Regions from separate parts of the Xenopus tropicalis genome. Here regions 2 and 3 are each linked to region 1. A link is a contact called in public Hi-C data. All regions are on one chromosome and are shown on one strand. The core of a region is the stretch at or near the end of the contact, and the rest is flanking DNA. Distances in the headings are between cores, read along the strand shown. Region 1 holds the start of efnb1 (ephrin-B1). Region 2 has its middle 450 kb from the start of efnb1. Region 3 has its middle 500 kb from the start of efnb1.

The links. A called contact is a pair of places that touch in the nucleus more often than the background predicts.
Region 2: a contact with region 1 is called in a Hi-C map of neurula embryo, with 3 times the contacts expected there. The contact joins the enhancer-like site here to the promoter of efnb1 in region 1. A contact is called at or near these places in 2 of 5 Hi-C or Micro-C datasets (brain and neurula embryo).
Region 3: a Hi-C map of neurula embryo shows a contact between it and region 1, with 2.9 times the contacts expected there. The contact joins the enhancer-like site here to the promoter of efnb1 in region 1. A contact is called at or near these places in 2 of 5 Hi-C or Micro-C datasets (gastrula embryo and neurula embryo).

What each region holds. Positions count from the first base shown.
Region 1 is chr8:43,380,018-43,383,264 of UCB_Xtro_10.0, forward strand. efnb1 (ephrin-B1) reads right to left here and starts at 1,443. Exons shown (of 5, transcript XM_002934895.5): 1 at 955-1,443. The coding sequence starts at 1,061.
Region 2 is chr8:42,930,216-42,933,464 of UCB_Xtro_10.0, forward strand. No RefSeq gene overlaps it. Among named protein-coding and RNA genes, the nearest start is that of efnb1, 450 kb to the right of the region's middle. Within about 2 kb of position 1,971, at least 2 of the 11 cell types and tissues checked have an H3K27ac peak or open chromatin away from gene starts, as enhancers often do. A contact at or near this core is called in neurula embryo, where this site is marked.
Region 3 is chr8:42,880,478-42,883,614 of UCB_Xtro_10.0, forward strand. No RefSeq gene overlaps it. Among named protein-coding and RNA genes, the nearest start is that of efnb1, 500 kb to the right of the region's middle. Within about 2 kb of position 1,339, at least 3 of the 11 cell types and tissues checked have an H3K27ac peak or open chromatin away from gene starts, as enhancers often do. A contact at or near this core is called in neurula embryo, where this site is marked.

The DNA of each region.
Region 1 (3,247 bases), core at 193-2,692:
ATGGAAGATAATAACTAGTAATAAGAAGGGCCTATACACACAGGCTGAAGAGAGCAGACTGTGCAGCCAGCCGTCCCCCTAAGAGGCTGTTTCGCTGCAACTCCCAGCAGCCCCTTATAGTGAAGGTTAGACAGATTCAGCCATAGCCCCTTGAGAACGATGGAAGCTGTATTTCCACAAGGCCTTATCCCCACTACAGATTGACTCGCTAGATCCCATTTACTTCTATGACTGTTTCACTGGTCAGTTCACAGTGGGGCTTAACTAGAAAGGAATCAGTCCCAGCCACCAGTGGGGGGAACAAGGGGCCACAGTGAAACACCAATAAGCAGTGAACAATGCCTTCTATCCAAAGTTTAAAGAGACCCTAAAAATTGATTTTTTTTGCTTTGGGGCCCAGTAAGTCCCAGTTACGCTGCTGGTTCCCCCTATGCAGGTGACAAGAGTTGAAGAACACAGAGAACTTGTGAGCGCTAAGGGAACATTGGGGCAGTTGCACTGTCCTTCTGAGTTGCACGGAAATCGCAATAAAGCTGCAGGCAGCTGCGACTAACCAGCCAGACTTTCCATACATCTCAAACAAAATCCAAGATCAGCCCTAGGCACAGGGTGCATGGCAGGAGGATCAGTCGGATGCGATTTCCATGCCACTGGAATCAGACAGGCACAATATTCTGAATAATAGCTGTAGTGTGAACAAGGCTTACAGGGAATTTACAGCAGATATGACCAACCAGACTCCTGTTGTTGCTTTACTACAACTCCCAGCATCCCCTGGCAAGCCTTTGGGTGTTAGGGGTGCTGCAGCGTACAGACAGCTGAAGGGCCCTCCACCAGGGAGGGGGCATAAAGAGAAAACTCATGTGGAAATACAACTCCCAGCATCCTCAGCCAACCTAAGTGAGTTGATCGCAGAGCCCTGGAGACCCAGGGCAGGTTAGAGGCGCCCCTTACCGCGGGTTCTGGGAGTGCCATGTCACCGGCTCCAAGTTCTTTCCCAGCGCCGAGCAGAGCCGGTAGAGAACGAGCAGAAGCCCGAGAAGCTGCCGGAGCCCCTCCATCCGCACAGGTGGCTCAACGTGGATCCGAAACTTCCCCTCAGCTGTAAAATCCGATCCGGGCCCGGAGAGAACTCCCTTAGGTATCCGCACTTCCCATCCCCTGGCTCCGAAACGAGCTTTGTACTATCCGCCTTACTCCCGGGAGCTCCTCACGGCTCCATTCCGTGCCCGGGACTTTTCCTTAATGTTATTCCCTGTCACACGGCTCCGGCGCTTTACCGAGTCCCAACTCACACAGACACACACTGTAAGGTCCTAGCGAGCCCAGCGCGTCCCAGCGATCCCAGAATGACAGGAGCCAAGTGCAGCAAGTCCTTTCCTTTCCAGCCTCCCGGCTCAGACTGAGGCACAGAGCTCCAGCAACTCTCTCCAACTCCCGCCCCTATTAGGCGTTCCCTCCATTTCTATATTATGGGCCAATCAGAGCGCAGTAGTTGGGGGCTAGCAGCGAGGCCACGCCTTATTAGGTTGTATCAGGGCGTGATTGGAGCGGGAAGAACCTCCCCCTAAAAGCGCCCGCTGAGGAGTTGTAGGTAGCGAAGTGCCAGTTTGCTTGTGAGAAACTCTAATGTTCCGGGCTTGAGGTTGTGGCGCACTCAGCGTCTTGTTGCGTACGCTTTTCTCTAGGGTGAGATAGTATCATTAGGGACGGCGATAGTCTATGGGCTCTGAGGGATTGCTGCCTATTCTTTATTAGTATTACTAATCTCTATAGGTAGTGCGTACATCGACGGAATTCAGCGCAGCCTGCCCCAGTGCATCTAACGTAATCGCTGACAAGCCAAGGAGATGCTCATGTCCTGCCCTGGGCACGGACAATGGCTGAGCACCTGAAGGGCAGCAGTTTGGGAAAATGAAATAACATGCCACATTAGCGTATTCCTCTTCCTTTACCGTGTGGGCACATGTGACTGGCCAATGCCAGGGGGGCTACTGTAGGCTGCCATAGAGGGTCACTGTTTGGGGACTTGAAATGCACCGCAAGGGCCTGTTAGGAACCTCAGTCCGGACTTGCCCGGGAGTCCCATGCATTACAATACTAACAGTATATTACTCATGCCATTAGCTTTATTGCCATTTCCTCAGTAGCCGTGTTCTTGCCTGGCCCCTTCTCTCCCAGGCCCCTGCACAGAGGAAGAGCCTTTCAACCCTGTGTAAACTTGTTGGTTGAGCTCCTTGTCATTCCACACCCTAATCAGGCAGCCAGGGATCCCTCTCAGGTATCTCCTCACCTTTCCCAGGAAACCTGAATCCTTACAGCAGTTAATGGCAATAATTATAGTGGCTGCACTTCTACATCCTGTGAATGTGGCAGTAATAACTCCCCTGGCCTCCCTCCTGTTCCCATACTCCTTGGCCAGGTCACTGTGACTAGAAAATCAGAGCATGGCTTTCCATATATGATACCCAATGGGTGGGCCAGAGAAAGTCATGGGATGCCATAACAATAAGCCGACCACTCTATAAACTTGCCAGAATTCCACTAGATAACAGTGGGTAGCAGTAATCAGCTTCTTTATACAACAGATACTAATGTCTTTTTGCAGCTTGGTGACCCCAATAAAACAGGTCGTGCACCCTATATATTTTTGGAGTTTTGTTGGGGGGGGTGGATTTCCCATATGTATGCCTTAGAATCTGCAGCAACGCAATTCCCGCTAGGTGAGGTCTGAATCTCCCTGGTAAATAATGACACGTTTATAGGCGTATTAAAGGCTTCCTTGATTTTGAGGTCACATTAGAGGGATTAAAAGATGCCCGGGTGACTGTTTTATGCCTCTGATTTATAAGCTCACATCCAGGTGCCGGGACTTGCTAGGGATTGTGTTTGTGTGGTTTCCTTGCAGTGAAAGTATTTTTATTGCAAACAGACAGAAGGTTCCCCCTGTACATTGATCTCCTTTATTCCACCCAAAAAATGTGGAATATTCCTTAATCTTCTGTGTGTCCTTTAAATAGAATGGAAAACAAGAGGGCATTGGCCTAAATATTAATTCATTTATATATTTGCATGTATTTAAAATAAGGCAACACCCTTGAAGTGGTTGGATGCTCTGCCATAAAGCAGATACAGTTTGGTATGTTTTATGTCTCTTTAAAGTGCATGCAGGGGCATAACAGGAGGCCCAGGAGTGTAGGGGGCCCAGTAGGGTTAATTAATGAGCTATTTCAATATATCTTGGTAG
Region 2 (3,249 bases), core at 721-3,220, 450 kb before region 1:
CACCGATAATATCGTACGAAACCTCGTTTTGTACGATATTCGGTGCATGTATGGCAAGTCGGCGAGGCGACCGATATCGCAGGAGGCTGCTGATATCGGTCGACTCGCTGATCGGCCAGGTTAAAAGATTTTGATCGGGTGCCATAGAAGGCATCTAAGCAAAATCTGCCTTCAGAGCTGAATCGGCAGAAGGAGCTAGAAATCCTATTGTTTCTACCTCCTTATCTGCTGTTTCAGCCCTGAACGTTAGTGGCCGATTGGAACATCCGATGGTCGCACGGAAGATCGAAAATTGCCACGTGTGTGGCCACCTTAACATGCTCAAACATTATTGTCAAACAAAACCTCACCTGTGTCAATATCTATTCATGGCTATCTTTTATTTCTGCACTAATTAACTATCTATTGAAAATTAACTTTTCAATAGATAGAAAAGGACCCCTAGGACCCTGTTTTGTGGCACATTTTACTGTTACCGCTTTAAAAAAATAAAAAAAATAGGTCCTTCTGTAGGAATTAAAGCAACTCAGGCTCTGCTTGAAATTGTCCAAAAATATCAGCATGTTTTGGAGGTCAGTGTGGGCCATGAATATGAATTAGTCTAGTATATAGCAAAATATTGTTTAATCCGCTTTCATTGCCTGAGGTATGGATAAAATGGATTGTATTAGATGGGAGAAAAGTAAAGAGGGACTTGAGTTAAAAATCTGTGCCTTTTCTAAATTTTAATACATTTAAAAGTACCATATAATTCAAACTTGCCCGCTGTGCTCCAGTGCCTGAGTCCTGCCGGTATCTGAGCAGAGCTTTGCCGGATGTTGATAGGTCTGTTCTATGCACATAGTCCTTACCCACCAAATGTACTTAGGCCCCTAATGTGATCTCATTGTTGACCTGTGGGCACGCATTAGGACTAGCCTCATTTGGCACACCACCTGGGAGGCAAAATGTATCAAAGATCCTCTTGTATAAAAAAAATCCCCAATGGAGCAGATCATAAAGAATGAAGAGAGAGCTGAGAAAATGGCAAGAATTTATATAAATGTTGCCCAACTTGAGAATTGACAAGAAAAATAAAACTATTGCTCAACTTGCTGTTGTTCTAGTGTTTTTTGAATTACAACTCCCTACACCAGTGATCCCCAACCAGCGGCTCATCAGCAACATGTTACTAACCAACCCCTTGGATGTTGCTCCCAGTGGCCTCAAAGTAGGTGCTTATTTTTGAATTCCTGGCTTTTGGGCAAGTTTTGGTTGCATACAAAACAGGTGTACTGCCAAACAGAGCCTCCTGTAGGCTGCCAGTCCATATAGGGGTTGCCAAATAGCAAAAACAGTCCTTATTTGGTACCCCCAGGAACATGTTTTATGGTTGTGTTGCTCCCCTAGTCTTTTTACATATGAATGTTGTTCACTGGTAAAAAAGGTTGGGGATCTCTACCCTACACCCTCCCATACATACAGGGCCATAGGTCAGACAGTCCTATTCTAAAAAAATGGGGCCCTAGGTCCCGCTACCCACCAAAAAAGTTCTGACTTGAGAGACCGGTATGATATGCATAACTATATAATGTGTATAAAGACGCATTAAACAGGACATAGCATGAACTACTAGGATCAGAAACATGGTAGGGTACTGAAGAAACTGAAGTTGCATGGATGTAATGATGTAATGTACTGGCCTGTGATGAATTATGGGAAGCAATTACACTAAGCTGTAGGAAGTATTATATACAAAACTGTGTTTGACGTCTATAAAGGCCCAAGATCTGAGCTGCCAAAAACTCACATAAAATATTTCTGAGGGGACCAGAAAGAATGACGCGGTTGACGCAGGCGGTGGAGGACAGGATGCGAATGCCATGCTGTGCACTGTTAATTTAGTCAGCTGAGAACATGAGCCCCCTGCTGTCACTGTCTCTTCTCTGCTTTCATACGGCAAAAACTCCATTGAAGCCTCCAAGCAAGCAAGTTCCGTTCCCTGCTCCCTGCGGTGCCTGCTGTAGTCTGTGCTAGTGTATCACTTTTATCTGCCCAGCTCATGCCAGACGGATTCCTTCGTCTCTCTGACTCCCCCTGCATGTCACCAATCTCTTCTCTGCTCCTTTCTCTTTGCAGTTACCTAAAGTGCAGCAATATCGAGAATTTCTATGGAAACTTGCAGTCCAGGACTGTGATGCGCCGGGATTCAGTCTGTTATTCTACTGAATCAAATCCAAACCTTTCAAATCTTGTAAATGTAAAGGTCTGGGCTATTTTGTTCACAGATGATTCCATTTACCACCTTTCTGGCATAGATCCAGGTGGGAGGCGGAGACACTGTCAGTGGGTGGGGCATGATGTCACCAGATGGGACTATGATGTGGAGATCAGCACCTCATCTGACCCGGACAGCCCTTCCGAAAACCCGGGTCAAAACCAGACAGGTGGCAACCCTACAACTGTTTTTAACGTGTATATACCAAATAAGGATTTGGCCTTGGCTTTTGGAGAGGTTTCAGATTCCTCCAAATTAAAAAATGCTGGATTTGGTGCATCCCTAATTAAGACTGGGGATATCATCTGCCATTCATAAGGCTTAAAGGAGAACTAAAGAAGTAGGGCAGAAATGTACATTATGGTTTGGACTTCTGTACCAGCCCCATGTCAGCCACAGCACTTTAGCATTGAAGACCTGTGACTCCAAAGATGACCCACAGGCCATATTGCTGGTTATTTGGAAAGTTTAGCCACTATGGGTATGGGACCTGGGGTTTTCCGGATAAGGGGTCTTTCCTTAATTTGCATCTCCATACATTAAGTCTATTTAAAAACCACTTAAACAATAAGGATGAATTATATCTTAGTGGATCAAGTACAAGGTACTGTCTTATTATTTAAGCAATAGGACCTGTTACCCAGAATGCCTGAAACCTGGGGTTTTCTGTAAAAGGGGTAGTGATGAACAAAATTTTTCACCTGGCATGGTTTGCGACAAATTTCCACGTTTCGCCATTGGCAGATTTTTTCGTGAAATGGGGGCAAAAATTGGCCGTGTGACGAAAAAAGCAGCGCACGTAAAAGAAATTGCTCATTTGCCACATTTCACAAATTTTTCACCAATTTGGGAATTTTTTCAAAGTTTTTCAAATTTTTAGGTGAAGCAAAATGGGACAGATATGCTCATCACAAAAAAGGGGTCTTTCCGTAATTTAGATCTCTATAGCTTAAGCCTAATGAAAAATCATTTAAACTATAATTAAGCCCAGT
Region 3 (3,137 bases), core at 89-2,588, 500 kb before region 1:
GCCTACACTTTCCCTCTGCCCCTGTCTGCACATTGGGAACAACATTCTATGTGAAACTGTCAAGACATACTATACCCTAGTTATAAGAAGGGATTCTTTTTCATTTATTTCCCCTTGAACAAAGTAATGTATGAGATCATTATTGTACACCCGAACATTCCTCCTGTACACAATTACATGAATAAATGTGTGCTGTCATATTGATTGTAGAACAATGGCAAGAGCAGCGCCAATTTATGACTCTCCTAGTTGGTGCTGTTGCAGTGATTTCTTTGCGGTATGTCTTGGCAAAATACATTGTAATACATAGGAACCATAAATTTCCTGTGAAATACTTCCTTCTAATACACAAGAGCCATACATATCACAGAGCTCAATAATAATCCCACAGCAGCAAAGGGAAGAAGGACATGAGGATTTGATTGACTAAGGGTGTTCCTGGGTAAGGGACTGGGTGGGGGGGCCTGGAAGTTAGTTTACCAGATCTTCCTAACTGGCAGCAGGACCAGGAGCAGCACAGTTTGTAGCTTGCATGGTGTGTAGGTCATCAGTAAGGTTAGTGCAATCTGTCCATCTGTCCTAGATGTGAGCACATGGTATGGATGCGCTGAATCAGATTGGCTGTACAGGGGCTGATACTGTATGGTACTGGACCGATCCTCCCTCAGGCTGGATGGATGGATAGATACAGTACTCTTGTACTATTGTTCTGCTTGTTTGGACATACAGCACCATGAGCTGGCCAATGTGCTGCATCGATAGACCTGCCTTATTGACTAACCAACCAATATCCCCATGTCAGGATCACCCAACACTCAGTATGCATAACACAATTATAATAAACCTACCCGTGTTGCCAGTTTAATTGTTTAACAAAACCAAATCAGAACTATTAAAGTTCTAGCTATGAACAGGACATTTAAATATGTACCTATTTGTTTCTGTATTCGGTGGGATATTTTGAGGCAGATTAGGTCTTCAGCTGAATACAAAAACAATGGATTTGGAGCACCCCTTGTTTCTGTTAAGCTATACTCTTATGGCTATTCAGGGAAGTGAATGAAAAGTAGCCACCACTCAGAAATACAGGGAGTTTAGACCTTAAACATGATGGCTTTATTTAGAGAGTAGTCTATATTTCTTGCCTTTTGTCCCGTGGCTTACTAATAAATAAAGGTTCCTAAGCAGCAGGCTGCAGGTCAGGTTAAATGCCTTTGTGGAGCAGCAATGGGCCAGTTTGCCTTGAGAATCTTAATGCTTTTTGGTATTGTCCGACTAATGGGATTTAACCTTAGGTTTGCCCCTGGGGACATTAGTAAATGCCAGTGTGTGTCCTTAGTGAGACTTTCATCTCTTTGCCTGCATTCAGTGGTATGGTAACTCCCACTCTCTCTTCTCGTCTGATCCCATTTGACCTCTGCCGCTTACTCTATTAAGGTGTCAGTCTTGAGTGACTTTTTAAAGGGGCAGTTTAACTTTAAGGTCAAACAAGTGATTTTTTTTCCCAGAATCCAATCACCGCCGAAGTATGATATTTTATTCGAAACCACTAAAATGGTGTGTATTTACAGAAGGACAATAAACTGCAGCGAAGCTGATCGGTTACTTGTCTTTGTGTTTAACTAATGATGACACTGTAATTACTTTGTAATTGCTTTGTAAACAAAAGAACAAGGCTGAACTAACAATGGGGATGAGTCAATAATCTCCTTCGGCGGTATGGTTAAACATTAAAGTCTCTGTTTATAGGTAACAAGGTTTTTTTAAAAAATTTCTGATTATTTTTTCCTAATGTTTTGTTTTCTACTGTCCTTATTTAACTTTTGTCCCAGGCAAGTCAAGTTCCTTTAATTAGTTCAATGCTGCTGTCTCTTCTTAATTCATTAAGTCTTAAATAATAGTGCTTGCCTATTTTTTGTTAGCTATTTAAAAAGCAACATGTGTAGTATTTATAAATAGGGCTGACCTAGCATTTATTCCCCCATATGTAATAAAAGGCACTAAGTTTTCCCAGTAGCAGTAACCCATAGCAACCAATAAAATGTTTAATTTTAAACAGGTAATTAGTAAATTCTACCTGCTGATAAGCAAACTTAGTGTCTTTTATTACATAACCCCATTGTTTTTTAAAGAGACAGGACACTCTCCATAGAGCTAAACTAAACAATATACCTTATGGTTATTAAGGGGTCTTTTATCAACACTGGGCAAATATGCACCCATGGCAACCAATCAAATTGTTGAATTCATTGTTCTATTTGCAGTCGGCTGAAAATAGCAAATCACTGATTGGCTACTATGGGTTACTTGCCACAGGCAAATTTGCCCAGTGTTAGTAAATAAGCCCCTAGTGTAGCGACACTGTAATTAGGCCCATGGGAATTGCCAAAGAATGTGACAGACCCTGCTTATCGATACATGCAAATATGGCTTTTTACTGTTGACTAGTAATGAGCAACATTTTTCGGCAGGTATGGATTTGTGCTGAAAAATAGAAATTGAAGCGGAGCACCGGGTAGCAAGTTCAATAAAAACATATATCTATTTAATTGCTTTAAAAACATGAAAAGAGCATCCTCACCCATACAGCTTGACGCGTTTCATGGCTAGCATGCCACTTCCTCAGAAGCTGAGTTTACAGCCCAAACCACCACCAGTACTTATTCACTTAACCCCGTAAGGGAACACGCCCACATATCAACCATTAACCCCATGAATACCTAAAACCAAAGTATACATGATTAAAAACATATAAACAACCAAAAATTATGGGAAATATAAAGAAAAGCACATTACTCCCCCTAGCCCAAAACTATCAACGTAGAAATAACCATATGACAAAAAAGAATATAGAAAAATAATTACAATAAAAAAGTAGATATATATAATAATACAATGAAACAATATATATTGCTTATGGTAGTCACAAAGTTGCATTATTACAATACATTGTAAAAAAGGGGGGTGAAGTGTTAGTAGGCCAATGTCGCACTAAGCCCAATAGTACATAGGCATATAGCATATATTACGTAACGCACAAAAAGTATCGCTGCATCCCGGTTAATCATTATTTACAATAACATGATGTCTCCCATTCTCTATTAAGACCCCCATACTGTTCTGATGTTTTCAAACGG